Regions from separate parts of the Mus musculus genome. Here regions 1, 3 and 4 are each linked to region 2. Evidence: chromatin contacts called from public HiChIP or PLAC-seq data. All regions are on one chromosome and are shown on one strand. The core of a region is the stretch at or near the end of the contact, and the rest is flanking DNA. Distances in the headings are between cores, read along the strand shown.

The links. HiChIP or PLAC-seq counts read pairs in DNA pulled down with a chosen protein or histone mark.
Region 1: a contact with region 2 is called in an H3K4me3 HiChIP or PLAC-seq map of bone marrow-derived macrophages, with 3 times the contacts expected there. The contact joins the enhancer-like site here to the promoter of Ucp2 in region 2. A contact is called at or near these places in 2 of 39 promoter capture datasets (the HPC-7 cell line, HPC-7-derived erythroid cells and embryonic stem cells), 3 of 484 Hi-C or Micro-C datasets (CD8 T cells and natural killer cells), 13 of 115 datasets of contacts at active chromatin or transcription factors (the 230-238 cell line, acute myeloid leukemia, bone marrow-derived dendritic cells and 10 more) and 2 of 9 other capture datasets (adipose tissue and pancreatic islet).
Region 3: a contact with region 2 is called in an H3K4me3 HiChIP or PLAC-seq map of pro-B cells, with 3 times the contacts expected there. The contact joins the enhancer-like site here to the promoter of Ucp2 in region 2. A contact is called at or near these places in 3 of 39 promoter capture datasets (the C10 cell line and liver), 1 of 15 datasets of contacts at CTCF or cohesin (large pre-B cells), 8 of 115 datasets of contacts at active chromatin or transcription factors (acute myeloid leukemia, embryonic basal ganglia, embryonic forebrain and 5 more) and 2 of 9 other capture datasets (adipose tissue and pancreatic islet).
Region 4: an H3K4me3 HiChIP or PLAC-seq map of the SCID.adh cell line shows a contact between it and region 2, with 15 read pairs. The contact joins the promoter of Lipt2 here to the promoter of Ucp2 in region 2. A contact is called at or near these places in 1 of 484 Hi-C or Micro-C datasets (embryonic stem cells), 5 of 115 datasets of contacts at active chromatin or transcription factors (the SCID.adh cell line, embryonic stem cells, extraembryonic endoderm stem cells and 2 more) and 1 of 9 other capture datasets (pancreatic islet).

Annotation. Positions count from the first base shown.
Region 1 is chr7:100,843,893-100,847,276 of GRCm38.p6, forward strand. Relt (RELT tumor necrosis factor receptor) reads right to left here. Exons shown (of 11, transcript NM_177073.6): 11 at 1,956-3,384. The coding sequence ends at 3,338. Among named protein-coding and RNA genes, the nearest start is that of Relt, 18 kb to the right of the region's middle. Within about 2 kb of position 1,664, at least 128 of the 459 cell types and tissues checked have an H3K27ac peak or open chromatin away from gene starts, as enhancers often do. A contact at or near this core is called in the 230-238 cell line, CD8 T cells, the HPC-7 cell line and 7 more, where this site is marked.
Region 2 is chr7:100,491,458-100,494,787 of GRCm38.p6, forward strand. Ucp2 (uncoupling protein 2 (mitochondrial, proton carrier)) reads left to right here and starts at 1,901. Exons shown (of 8, transcript NM_011671.5): 1 at 1,901-2,008; 2 at 2,757-2,918.
Region 3 is chr7:100,893,284-100,896,524 of GRCm38.p6, forward strand. All of the region lies in intron 1 of Arhgef17 (Rho guanine nucleotide exchange factor (GEF) 17), which reads right to left. Among named protein-coding and RNA genes, the nearest start is that of Mir3102, 12 kb to the left of the region's middle. Within about 2 kb of position 1,473, at least 124 of the 459 cell types and tissues checked have an H3K27ac peak or open chromatin away from gene starts, as enhancers often do. A contact at or near this core is called in embryonic basal ganglia, forebrain, pancreatic islet and 1 more, where this site is marked.
Region 4 is chr7:100,157,297-100,160,745 of GRCm38.p6, forward strand. Lipt2 (lipoyl(octanoyl) transferase 2 (putative)) reads left to right here and starts at 1,981. Exons shown (of 2, transcript NM_026010.2): 1 at 1,981-2,451; 2 at 2,878-3,449. The coding sequence starts at 1,986. The coding sequence ends at 3,107. It overlaps Gm51452 (a long non-coding RNA gene), which reads right to left and starts at 2,880. Exons shown (of 2, transcript XR_003946658.1): 1 at 2,799-2,880; 2 at 1-835.

The DNA.
Region 1 (3,384 bases), core at 414-2,913, 350 kb after region 2:
CTCAGTTGCATTAGTTCAATAATGTTTTAAGACTTTCCAAGGATGGGGCTCCAGCACAGAGGCAGCAGGTTTGCATAGCTTGATAAGGCCCTGAGTCCCATCCCTAACCCTCCATGGGGCGTGTATTGCCAGAGGCCACCTGCTGGACCAGTGCTCCTTTAGGCTGTGCTACAGTGGAAAGTGTTACACCAAGCCTCACTTCCCCTCCTGACATCCTCCCAGCCTTTCGTTCTGACCATGATCCATTGTGGGCCTGATTAAGGGAGGAGAGGATACCTTATCTGAGACAGGATAGAACATCTTAGGCTCATTTCTATGTCACAATGGCAGGGCTATTTTCTAGAAGTGGGCAGAGAGCTAGAGATTGGACCCTACTTGTTCTTCCCTCCAACTCCCACCTCCACCCACTGAAAAGAGCTGCAGGGATTTGTAGGAACGTTTCCAAGGGAAGGTGAGGCTGTGGAGACCAAAAATATCACACACCTGCATCATATCTTTGATGTTGGGAGGTTAATGACACAAGAAGCAAATGAAACAAGCCATTCTCTCAGCAAGCAGGAGCAGGGTAGAGAAGTGCTTATAGTGAGAGAGATCTCCTAACCAGCCTGGAAGCCTGAACATGGTGTCTCCACCCTGCGGATATCTGAATGTGTCTCTAATCTAGCTTTCCCAGAGAATGGCTGGGATGCCACCTCCTGCCTCACTCTCCAGGACACACTCTTATCTTCACGTGCCACCCAATTGGCTGTTATCCAAATCCTAAGTACTAAGTGGGGTCCATGAGTTGGCTGGCTGAAGGGATAGGCAAATTAGAATAGCCAAACCCTGAGATACATGAAGTAAATGGATGCCAAATGTGCTGCATCCTGCAGCCATAGGGATCATTTCCTTGGACACACAGGAGACCCTGTCTACTCCCAGTTCACAAAAGTCCCAGAGTATCCTATACCCAAAGGATGTGGGAAGAAGCAGGGATATGTGGGCTTTTAAAATGTCTGCCCATTTGTTAACAGTGGCTTTTTTTCTTCCCTCCTTTCCTGCCACTGCTAGGCCAGCCACCTACCTTGGTTTCTGCCCAGATTTCTGTCCTCAGTGAAGCCACCTGGTCTCCTCTTACAGGCTAGGCTTCCACTACTAGCTCCAGTAGTGTTTGCATGTGTCACTCCTTCCCATGTTAAATAGTGTACCACACACTGACAAAACCCTAACTTAAGGTCCCACTGGCCATGGCAACTTTGGTATGGGATGGTGTCTCCTGATTTACCTGGTATTGGTCCAGCTCTCACCACATCCCTTAGGAAACTCACAAAGACCCTGTCCATTCCCTGGGGCATGACAGCCTTCCTAGCCTCTCAGCCAACTTTCCCCAAATTCTACATCCATTCTTGGCCACCAGGACCCTGATGGCTTCTTACTGCAGGCCCTGGGATCTGCCCTAAAACATGGACCCTCTCTGCCTAGTTGTAAATGCCCATCTGAGTGTAAGATATTCTTGTCACTCAGATCTGTCTCCTAAGAGCTCCAGGGCTTCATATCAAAACACCTTGGACACCATTAGGTGTTCCCTATCTCACATCCCAGAAGGAGTTCCAGCAGGTCTGCCCTAGGAATCTCTTGGGTCCTTCTGTTTCCCTGTTACTTGTTACCCAGACAGCTATAACAACTTCCTGTTCTGGGTGTTTCTGCTTTGCATTGTGACCAAACAGGCCGAGGCTTTGCCTCTTCCTAACCACTGTGAGGCCCCTCCAGCCACTTCCTGGTCTGTCCTTTGCACATGTTGTCCCCATCTCATGGATCACACCCCTCCCACACTGTGAGCTTCTGTGTAACTGCTGCTTCCTCTCCAGCTGTGGCCACTCCCACTCACCACATGCTTCTTGTGCCCTTGAAATAATTAGTTCATGTCAACACATGTAAAATACATAAGATTCTAAACAGAAAAAAAGCTCGTTCATAATTTTCATAATGATTTTATATTGCAATGAAAATATTCTGGATATACTTGGTTAAAAATACTAAGTTTACCCTTTTTTAGACAACTTTTTGGAATGACTATGGGAACACATTCAATCACACATATGGCTCAGCCTGTATTTCTATTGGGGAACCTGGCCTCTGGGGACCTCGGTGAGGATGAGACGAGGAGCCACCTCTGCCTATTTCCCTGGTTTCAGAGGAAGGTGCTGATGAGGGGGAGGACGATGTGTGCACACCTGGCAGGGCCCTGGAGGTGAGCAGTTTTCAGAGAGGATACGGGGAAAGGAAGCACCTCATGACGACATTTTCCACCTTTTATTACTCAAGTGTGTGGGGCTGGAGATGTAGGGGCAGGGCAACAGCAGGTTTCAATAAATAAGAAATGGGATGGGCAGTGGGCCCCGCGCCTGCACGGCCCCACATAAATAACGAGGCACTGAGCCAGAGCAGAGACTAAGACAGGCTGGATTGGCAGTCACCCCTGCTACCCAAAACTCAGGCAGATACTGTACCACAGGGGCATTGAAAACCACAGGCCACAGGCACTCCCTAGCCTGCCTGTCTCCTCTTCCCACAGCTCCAGAGCTTGAGGGCAGCAGGGTGGACTGAGGCTCTGCACCAGAGAGCCCTGTCCAAGTCAAGTCATTTTTCAGTTTCATTAAAAATAGCAGGGTAGGGGCAGGCACATGCATTAAACCCCTTCTGAAGGCATCACCATAATAGACAGTCCCATGGGAGCCATGAAGGCCAAGGCCCAGGAAGCAGCAAAAACAGGCCAGATAAAGCTACTAATGGGAGGGTAGCAAAGTCAAGCTCCCCCCAACAGGACTCAGCCCAGAATCTGCAAAGAGCTGGAGAGGTCCTGGGAACTGAGTTCTCCTCCCCTACGTACCTAGGGATAAGCCCAGGATTGGAACCCAGGTACTCTGCCACCAGTACAGGGCTCTTTGCTACCCCTTCCCTCTATAGGGCCTGCCAGAAGAGAGGGAGTCACATCCAGGGTCCAGGACATGGGCAAGAGTGGCTAGTTCCCAAGGCACAAGCTTGGGGCCAGGTACAGATACCACTCCTCCACCAAACCAGACCTCTAAGGGACAGAGGGCTCCTATGATGTGTTCAGGGCAGGCACAGGGTTACAGCACCCTGCATGGAAGTAACCGGGACTGCAGGGATAGGGTGGGCTCTTGATCTCCTGCTCACGTGCTGTGCCGCAGGCTGCCTCCTCAGTGGGGCGGACGGTCCCACCTCCAGGACTTGGCCTTTGCATCTTGGTCCTCAGTCCCAGCTGCAGCTCTCCCTCCTGCAGGAAGCCTTCAGAACCTCCCAGGACAGGGCAGAGTGTCTAATTCTAGACAGCCCATCAGATGACCAGGTTGCTTTCACTTAGCCGGACCACATAGCGGTTCT
Region 2 (3,330 bases), core at 651-3,150:
GTATACTGCTACTCTCTTCTGACACACCAGAAGAGGGCATCAAATCCCATTACAGATGATTGTGGAAAAGCAGTCAGTGCTCTTAACCATTGAGCTGTCTCTAGCCCCACATCTTTTAATTCTTATTTGACCAATTTTTAAAAAAGATTTATTTATTTTATGTATATGAGTACAGTGTAGCTGTACAGATGGTTGTGAGCTATCACATGGTTGCTGGGAACTGAACTCAGGACCTCTGCTTACTCCGGCTCCACTCGCTCCGAGTCCAAAAATTTATTTATAACTATATATAAGTACACTGTAGAAACACCAGAAGAGGGTGTCAGCTCTCATTCTGGATGGTTGTGAGCCACCATGTGGTTGCTGGGATTTGAACTCAGGACCTTCGAAAGAGCAATCAGTGCTCTTACCCACGGAGCCATCTCACCAGCCCCTTCACCAATTTTTTAAAAGAGTGGTTTATTGGGTGCATTGCGAGTGAGCAATGGGCAGAGTAGAGTACTGTCAGCTTTGTAAGATCACCACCAGCTATGTTGGGATCACTATCCACCCACCAGCTATGGGGTTTTGCCACTTGATAGTGAAGGTTTATTTTATCTAGTCTTGTTTAAAGTAAGCCAGCTGGCTAATAAAGCCACACTGGGTGTTCAGGATCCTTTCCTGGGTACGTTTTTAAGCACAAAACCCATGTTTTAGGGTGACATACTTCAGCTAACAAAACAAGTTAGCCAGTAGTGGAACCACAGAAGCCAAAAGGTAAGATCAGTACATTTAGAGATTTTTCCAGAACGATGGACATTGATGGTTCTGTCTGTGTGCTGAGTTTTACAGTTGAATGGTACTTCCATCATGGAGTCAGATGTGCTAAGGTCTGGGGTCCTATTAAGGTCTGGGGCCTCTCACACTTTCTTGTTCTGGAAAATAATGGTTAATGATGACCTGGAAAGATTATCGTTAGGTGCCTGCGCCGCCTACCTGATGCATAGTAATTGCTTTCCACAAACGTTCACCCAGCCCCCTCCTCCCACTGCACTTTCCACAGCAGCCCAAACCTACTTGAGCTTCTATTATAGTATATTCGGACCCCTGGTCCCCGGCTTCCTGCTCTTGGGCGCCTAATTCCTAGGCAAGCAAAAAGGGTTCCACGCCCTGATCTAATCTCTTAAAACTCCGGGGCTAAGGAGGATAAAAACAAAAGAAGAAACCGACGGAGAGTACCAAAGCTTGAACACAAATTGAGGCAAATTGAGACCTGCTTCCTACCCCCACAATGCACGTTAGTCCCCGACACAGGGCCCAAGTATTGCTTTCACGTCCCCCACTCCTACGTGGCCATTATCTCGCTGAGGTCCCGTCCACCTGCTGAGTTTGTCCTCGCTGGGCTGGAGTGCAACAGGCGAGGCTCTGCCCTGCCCTCTTCCTTGCGGGGCGCCAGCCTGGCTGCACTCGGTGCAGAGGGGAGGGGAGGCCAGGTGTTCTCGCCCCACTCCAGCCGTTAGGTGCCAGTGTCCCCCGGGACCTGACTGGGAGCGGCAGAAGGCGGGAACGCCAGCCTTGCCCCGTCACCACACCCGGGTTTGTTCCGGTCCCCGAAGCCCGCGCTCCGCCCGGTCCCCAGGTGCCTTGCAGGGAGGGGGAGGGGAGACTTGAAGGGGTAAGGGGTCGCGATCCAGAGCAGCTGGCCAGTCAGTCTGCCTGTCCTCACAAAGAGATTGTCTGCCCCGGGAATAGAAGGGGAAGATCTGAGACTGGAGCCTCTGGGGGGACCTAGGGGTTTCAGGCAACCACAGATGGAAACGCCTCCTCACCCGGGGGCGTGGGCCGCCCTGGCTCCGCCTCGTCACGCCACGCCCCGACCACGCCCTCTAGACTTAAGTTCTGTAGGCGCGGGTTCGCAGCTACTGTCAGTTCCGCCCTCGGTGTCGTCGGGTCGCCAGCTTCCTGGGCAGCCACCACTCTCCCGCCGTCGGACACAGCCTTCTGCACTCCTGTGTTCTCCTGCGGTCCGGTGAGCGTGCCCCATCCCTTCGCTGGCCGCACCTGCTCTCTCCCACTCCATCTGTCTTTTCTCTTTCTTTTCCCTTCCCTGGAGTCCTAATTTGCCCTCTCTAGGTTTCTTTCCTCCTAAATACGCCCTTTGTTATTTGCCTCTGACGTCCAGTTGGTCGAAGGTTAAAACCTTCATCTCTTTACTTCTTCCCCTCAGCCTCGATGTTCCCAGCCTGACCCGGGCGGGGTGGGGGAAGGGGCTTTCACGTCAGCGAAGATCAGAATGACTGTCACCAGGAGGCTCTGGGCCATGTGCCCTAAAGCCTGTTCTTGTATCAAGGGTTGTTTGTGCCTGGAGGAGCCTTGGAGTTTGTTTGGCCTTTGTTACACTATCTTATGTGGCTGCCTGCCGGAGGTGGAAGTAGGGACACAGGGAGACTGGACCTGCCTTATCCTGATTCAACACAAATAGATATAATGCTCCACTCAACAGTTTTGTGACTGTATCCCCCAGGCACAGCACAGCTGCCTGTCTACATAACTGTCTGAGAAACAAATTTGGAAGTGAGCCAACGTGTGGGAGTAAAGACTCCTGAGTTCTTCCCCTAGACCCTGGCTGCTCTGAGTGAGAACTGAGCCTTGCATGGGTCCCTCCCAGCAAGGCTGTCTGAAAGGACTTGTGTGACAGATGACCCTTCCTTGCAGGGCGGTGGTCCTGCAAAGACAATCTTCCTTTCTAAACTTGGCTTCCTTCCTCTCCCCCACAGGACACAATAGTATGAACTTTAAGTGTTTCGTCTCCCAGCCATTTTCTATGGAAAATCGAGGGGATCGGGCCATGGTAGCCACCGGCAGCTTTGAAGAACGAGACACCTTTAGAGAAGCTTGACCTTGGAGGCCTCAGCCTGAGACCTCAAAGCAGCCTCCAGGTAAGGAGTCCCGGCTAAGGAAGCCTTCTCTCAGGCCTGGGGCCTAGGGCTGCTCAGCAAGACAATAAAAATTCCCCTCCTCCCACCCTGATGAGAGCCTCTTCACAGCTCAGCAATCCCCTTCTTCATCCCTGATCACCTTCTGGCCCGTAAAGATGGCGGACCCCAGTGTATAAGGGGAGAACCTGAGTGGGGTGGGGACTGGTTCCAGGTGGCCTTGGCAGTCAACAGCAGAGCTGGGGCAGAAGCTTATGGTGTGTGTGTGTGTGTGTGTGTGTGTGTGTGTGTGTGTGTTATGGTGTGTGTGTATGTGGTGTGTATGTGTGCTCACGTGTGTGCTCACGTGTGCATGTGTGTGCATGCACGTTTATGTAAAGGCACACGGGTGCTGTGGCACGCACATGAAGGTCAG
Region 3 (3,241 bases), core at 223-2,722, 400 kb after region 2:
TCATGGTCAGAGAAGTTTCCTGAGGGGGAGGGCTGGCACTGAGCCGGTTGGCCGGGAGACTGGGGGTAGAGGGAGCTGACGCTGCAATGCAGCCGCCTCTCCCGGCCTCCTCCCCACTGCAAAGCACAGTGGGCTGTCATTCAGCTGTCAGGTAACGCACAGAAAACAAGGCCAGCTCCTTGTCACTGCGTGGAGCACCCTCTGCACGTGTCCGGACACGGGAGCAGTGCAGGGGGGCGGGGGACAGGGGAAGCAGGAGATGGAGGGACAAAGCAGCTGTCAACCAGATCGGCAGGCCCACCTGTTCCAGGCTGGCCAGCCCTTCAGCCTGCTTCCCTCGGGATCCCCTAACCCTTCAGTAGCCACAGACAGGACCCTGGCATGGGGACCAAGGGGGCCCGTGGGAAGGTGGACACGGCAGGAACTTGGTAAGGGGGACTCTCCTGTCATTAAACCCAAAGACAGCGTGAAGAAAGATTCATAGAGAGGCTATGAAGGCCAGATGCCCCACATCAAGACAAAAATGAAGCCTAGTTATCCAGCTGCGAGGTAGGCCCTTTTGCCCAGACTCCTGGAGCATTGGAGACACGTATGCAAAACACAGTACAGTACCCGGATTAGGCCTAGTCCCCATTGTGCCCATAGCACGGAACAGAGTCAGGGCCCAGACAAACACAAAAACAAGGCAGCATCCCTGGTCCCAGCCTCCTCCAGTTTCCAGAAAGGCCACTGGAGGCAGAGATGGGGACAGGCCCCAGGGTCCCAGTGGCAAAGTGGTGGTGCAGTTGGGGCCCTTCAACCCTGAGGGAGGTTGTAAATCTGGCTTTCCTGGGGACCCAAGGTGTCCCAGGAACAAATCTGCTTTCACCTGACCCATTTGACAAGAGAGTACTGTCTTGGGCCTTGACCCTGCCAACCCAACTAGTGCAGCCAGAGTTGGCTGTGCCGGTTGGCCATGGGGAGGAGGCTCATCAATCTCTCTGCCTACATCTGAGGTCAGCTCTCCTCAACCCGGGCACTGACAGGCAGGCAGGTCCTGGTTTCTGAGCTAAGTTCCAGGCCCTGTTCTCCAGCATCGGCCTACGCTACCCCATCTCCTGGGTCTGCAGCATCCTAGGCCAAGACCCAAGTTCCCGGCTGCCCCTCCCCCTCCCAGTACCTGGGCCTCCCCCGGCTCCTCCGCGGTGTCAGAGCCCCCGTCCCCGCCCCCGGCGGACTCCCCGGAGGCGGCGGCCGAGCCCAGATCGCGCATGTCTTCCAGCGCGATGGTGAACTGGGCCAGGGTCTTCACCATCTGAAGCATGCGGCCGGGCTGCCGCCGGGGCGGGTACTGCGCAGAGTCGGAGGGCCCCCTCCCACCCGCGCTCCTCGGGGGCCTTAGCCCCGCCGCGGTGGTGGTGGCGGCTTGAGTAGCAGCGTCAGTGAGGGCGCAGCCCGCGGTGGCGCTGCGGCCTCCTCCGCGCAGGGAGTGCGCGCGGCGTCGCAGGGGGAGAGTCCCGCCCTCTGCGCGCCGCCCCTTCTCCCGCAACAGGCTCAGTGCCTCGGGACCTCGCACCCCCGCCTCAGGACACAAGTCACACACACTCGCGGATAAAGACGCGTCCACAGTGTATCTAGTGCGCACACACAGATCTACACCCAGGAGCCATGGATGAATAGAGCTGGCATAGAACAGGCCCGGGGGGGGGGGGGTAGGGTAGGGTCAAGTGCACTCTCACATACAGATCCCCAATTCCTGACACCCAGGAGCCTGACCCACCATCTTTCACAATAATGCGACTTTCTTGATCAACAACTGCAGTGTGGCAGACGCAGGCACCGTTCCATGTAGGTATCAAATACGGGATGGCTGAAAACCTCACTGGCCCCAGCCAGTGAGAGAGGGATTTGAGTGTGATAGAGAGAGGCTGTCACACAAATCACCCACATTAAGTCACCCCTATCCCTACCACCATCTCCCCCAGGTGTTCTCTACCTGGCTCCAGTCCTGTTCCCTTCCAGTGCCTCTCCCCAAGACCCTCACTGGGAAAGCCCCACCCCCACCCCCAAATCTGCCCTCCACCAACTTCCTGGCTTTTGTTTAAATGTGATCCTCCATCTTCTGGCTCCTTCCACAAATGCCAGGACGAGGCTAGAATCTACTCCAGGGTCCATTTAAGTAGGACTGGGGTGTGGTGAGAAACAACTTTGACACCAAATCCCACTGGGCACCAGGAAGGGGGTCCATACTGTGTCTTACTCCTCACTAGCTCCACCTCCTTCAACATTGTGGGTTCCCACACTCACCAAGCTTGCATCTGACTCCCTCTCTCCAACCCGTTCTCTCTGGATTTCCTGAGCAGTTAATGAACCTCGATCACACAAGCTAGGCTCACCCTTGTTCCCACTCCTACACACTTCTTTGTTTCACCCTAGCCAACTCTCTGTGTCTAGAAAAGTCACCTCTCCCTTGCCTGGGGGCCTTGACCTAAGCCCGTTCCCTCTCCTTAGCAACCAATGTCTTCACTCAACTGCTCTACACAATGTCACCTCTTCTAGGAAGCCCTCCGGTCTTCGAGGTAGGTGTTATGTGCCTGTTCTGTGTTCTCCAAGATCTTCAGTTTTCTTATCTTAACCACAGATAGTCTGTAATAATGGATTGATGCCCACCTTCACCCAGGAGACTGCTGGCTCCCTGAGGTAAGGGTTCTTGGTAAGCCAAGGCACTGAACACACGTAACAGACGGTTGGTCTCAATAGCTTTGCTTTTCCCCTTGGCCAGTCAGCATGGGTACATTTCTGAGCATCTTTTCAGTGTGGAGGTCCCTGCATCCCTCTATCCAGCCCTGCTTCATTAGCCCAGACTCCACACCCCATTCTAAGGAACTTAAAAAAAAATACTTGCATATTTTTAATCTACATGTATGAGTGTGTTGCCTGCATGTATACCTGCTTGGTGTCTATGGAGACCGGAAGAGGGTGTTGGACCCTGGCACCCATACCAGGGACCCCCCCCACCCAAGGTCTCATGTAGCCTAAGGGCCATGTAGTGGAGGAGGACCCTGAACTGACTCCTCTGTAAGCACCTTCCCAGTTCTGGGACTACAGGCATGCACTACCGTGCCTGGTTTGTAGCATGCCCCCGCTTGGATCCAGGGTCTTGTGTATGCCACACAGGTAATGCACCAACTTAGTTTGTCCCTAGCACCTTTAAGTTTTGCTACCGGTACTGAAGATTGAACTTGAGGCCGTCTGCACACCG
Region 4 (3,449 bases), core at 731-3,230, 330 kb before region 2:
TACGAGTAAACACCTTTTACAACAATGACCTCCTTAGGTCCTGAAAATTTGGGATCATTTTAGGGGCTTGGAGGCTGCCACATGGCCTTGGTGAAGGGTCTCAGTTCAATGACACCCACAACAAATGATTTAAACGGTTGTTCTTTCATTCTGCAAATATCTACTAAGGCCCTATAGGTGTCAGACACTAGTTAGAGGAGATGAGGACCCAAGAATCAAACTGTGTATCACCTACCCCATAGGAGTGCAAACACACAGTGACGGAACAGAAGATGTACCCAGATCCCTGGCTTTCCTCCTTATTCTGCTTCACACCAGGACAAGTATTCAGCAGGAACACTGAGTTCATCTTGTGCAGGAACCAAATCGCTGCAGTTACTTTCCCCACCCTACACGGAATTATTAATAAGATTTAGGTGCTCTGGAACAGGGTTTCCCAATGTCTCTTCTTCTCCCAGAGCCTGGAGCTATCTCAATGTTTATTTTTTAAACCACATCCCCATGTTGATGACTCACAATAACTTTTGTCATCCGCTCTGAAACCTGCTATTATATATGTTTGCCCATGCCAGTCTGTCCGCCTTATTAATTCTTGGCATTGAGCCTCACTCTGGTTGGTATTCTGTTCTTCCTCTTTCTGCTTCCTGGCCCACCCACACTCAGTGTTACTGGAGCTATTAACAGTCAAAGTCCATCCCAGCACGTAGGAGGCAGAGGCAGGAGGATCTTCTGTGATGGAGGAGGGAGGGGAGAACCTGCATGGCAGAGGTGGAGGGGTTCAGAGAGTGAGAAAGTCCACAGTGCAACGATGTAGGCTCAGGCTTTAGGCCGATATCTGAAAAGGAAATAAAGAAAAGGGGAAAAAATTAGTGGTCAGTGCAGATCTGAGATTATGTCCCAGGTTAGAATACCACACCAGAGACACACAGTGTGGTTAGAAACAGGGGCTGGTTATTAAAAAAAGAAAAACACTCCCAAGAATGGGCGTGAGCTAGTGGGCTAAGTAAAAGCCTTGGGGACTGAGGGCTCAGGACCCTTTATAAGACTTTGATAAGACATCTACCTCTCCAAATTGTAGTTCTGGGGACTTTTCTGGCACATTCTCTGTTGTATAAAGCTCAGGTCAGGAAGGGTTTCTGGGCCAATTAATCACAATTAATCTTGATATTCTGGCTTCCCGTCCCCTGTCCTTCCCTCGGCTTCTGGGACTGGGTTGTATGATGACTCAAGCTGGAGCTCCCTTCAGAGATCAGGGCTTCATAATGGAAGCAACTCCTACAAAGGTAACGGTGCCTTCCCAGGAGTAGCTTGTTTTTGTGACCCATCTATGTAGGATGTCCCATTTGCTTTAATCTAGAATAATTCTAATGGGTCAGGCCAGACTCGGAGCATTCCTGGGGGATAGCTAAGGAAAGAATCTAATGCAACTATTTCTCTGCTCAACTACAGCTTCTGCCTAATCCTGTTTCTTTCAAGTCTTATATATCTTGAAGTACCTGCTACGTCCCACACCGATCCACAATAAACCTCTTTGCACACTAGTCTCCCTTTCAGTTTTCGAGGAACTCAACATATTACTGAATTCTGTTTTTCTTTCCATCATTGAGGAAAATACGTAATAAATAAATTAATTAAATTAAAAAAAAGAATTTACATGGTGAAACAGAAAGACAATTTCTGAATATTGTCAAAAAAAAAAACTTTAATATTAGCTTGTCAGCTGTGAACACCTAAGCTTCCAGGGTTGGATCTTCGTTTCTCAAATACTCTACACTGCACGGTCCAAGTTCCTGCAGAACACAGAACATACTAAAAAATGATTATTGGAATGAATGGGTGGTTAAGACCAATCCTGCCTGGACTTCGGGTCACACAGGTAGGCGGGAACTGAAGCTCCACTCGGGCTGAAGCTCAGGGGCGTGGCCCAGAGTCCCCGCCCCGAGACCCGCCAGAAGGCGTGGCCCACGCACGCCGCCTCCCGCGCGATGTCGCTGCCTGTGGTCCGGCTCGTTTGGCTTGGTCGGGTGCACTACTCGGAGCTGCTGGCGTTGCAGGAGCATTGGCTACGGCGGCTACAGGCAGACCCTCGCCCTGGGACCCTGTCGGGGACCAAAGCGGGTGTGCTCTTGGTCTGCGAGCCAGCGGGGCCCGTATACACGGGCGGGCTACGCGGTGGCCTGACACCCGAGGAGACTACGCGGCTGAGGGCCTTGGGCGCCGAGGTGCGCGCCACCGGCCGCGGCGGCCTGGCCACTTTCCACGGCCCGGGCCAGTTGCTCTGCCACCCGGTGCTTGACTTGCGGCTCCTAGGCCTGCGCCTGCGCACCCACGTGGCGGCGCTGGAGGCGTGCGCCGTGCGACTGTGCGAACTTCGGGGCCTGCAGGGCGCCCGCGCGCGGCCGCCGCCCTACACTGGCGTCTGGCTGGGGGAGCGCAAGATCTGCGCGATCGGTGAGCGCGCCGGGGCGGGACCGGGGCGGAGCCTGGGCAGGGCTAACATCGGGGAGCGCTGGGCTGGACATGAACTCTGGGCATGAGCCACTGACCTCCCTCATGGAGCTGAGACAAAAGAGTCCTCTAGTTCAGTATGAATTGCCAGGTTTCTTCCTGTGACTCATAACGGGAGACAGGATGCCAAAATTTAAAACTTCCAATGCAAACGCAATTCTTGTGTTAAACGAATCTCGAAAATAAGGGCAGCTGATGTGTAACCACAGCCCCCACCGCCATTGACTTAGCCCCCAGATCCAGTCAGTGTTCCATCCAAGTTTCAAGGGATTGTGCCCAGGCCTCCTTACCTTTCAGCCCCAGAGGGATCCTGAGGCTCCCAAAGAAGGGAAGTATAACTATGCTAAGATATTTTGGCTTGTCTTGCAGGAGTCCGCTGTGGAAGACACATCACGTCCCACGGCTTGGCTCTGAACTGTTCAACCGACCTCACATGGTTTGAGCACATTGTGCCTTGTGGACTGGTTGGAACTGGAGTCACTTCCCTGAGTGAGGCGCTTCAAAGACTTGTCACTGTGGATGAAGTAATGCCATCATTCCTTGTGGCATTCAAGGAGACTTTCAAGTGCACGTTAATCTCTGAGGACAGCCCCAGCTGAAGGACATTCATTCACCTTATCCTTGGGATGATGGTTCTACAATAGAAAGCTTCTAGTCTGACTGAGTCCCCAGAACTACTCTGATTCACTGACCATGACAGGCCCTGAGCAATTGCTAGTCTGACTGAGTCCCCAGAACTACTCTGATTCACTGACCATGACAGGCCCTGAGCAATTGCTCCCTGTATCTCCTCACCTACCTCAGACGACATTATGAAAATACTATGAAAAGTCACAGGCTACCTAAAGCATCCCCATGACCATTAACACCTGTTAATGGAGACACTCCAGTGTTATTATCAACTGCCATTTCCTAATTACTTGCTACTTTTTCAGTGCTAA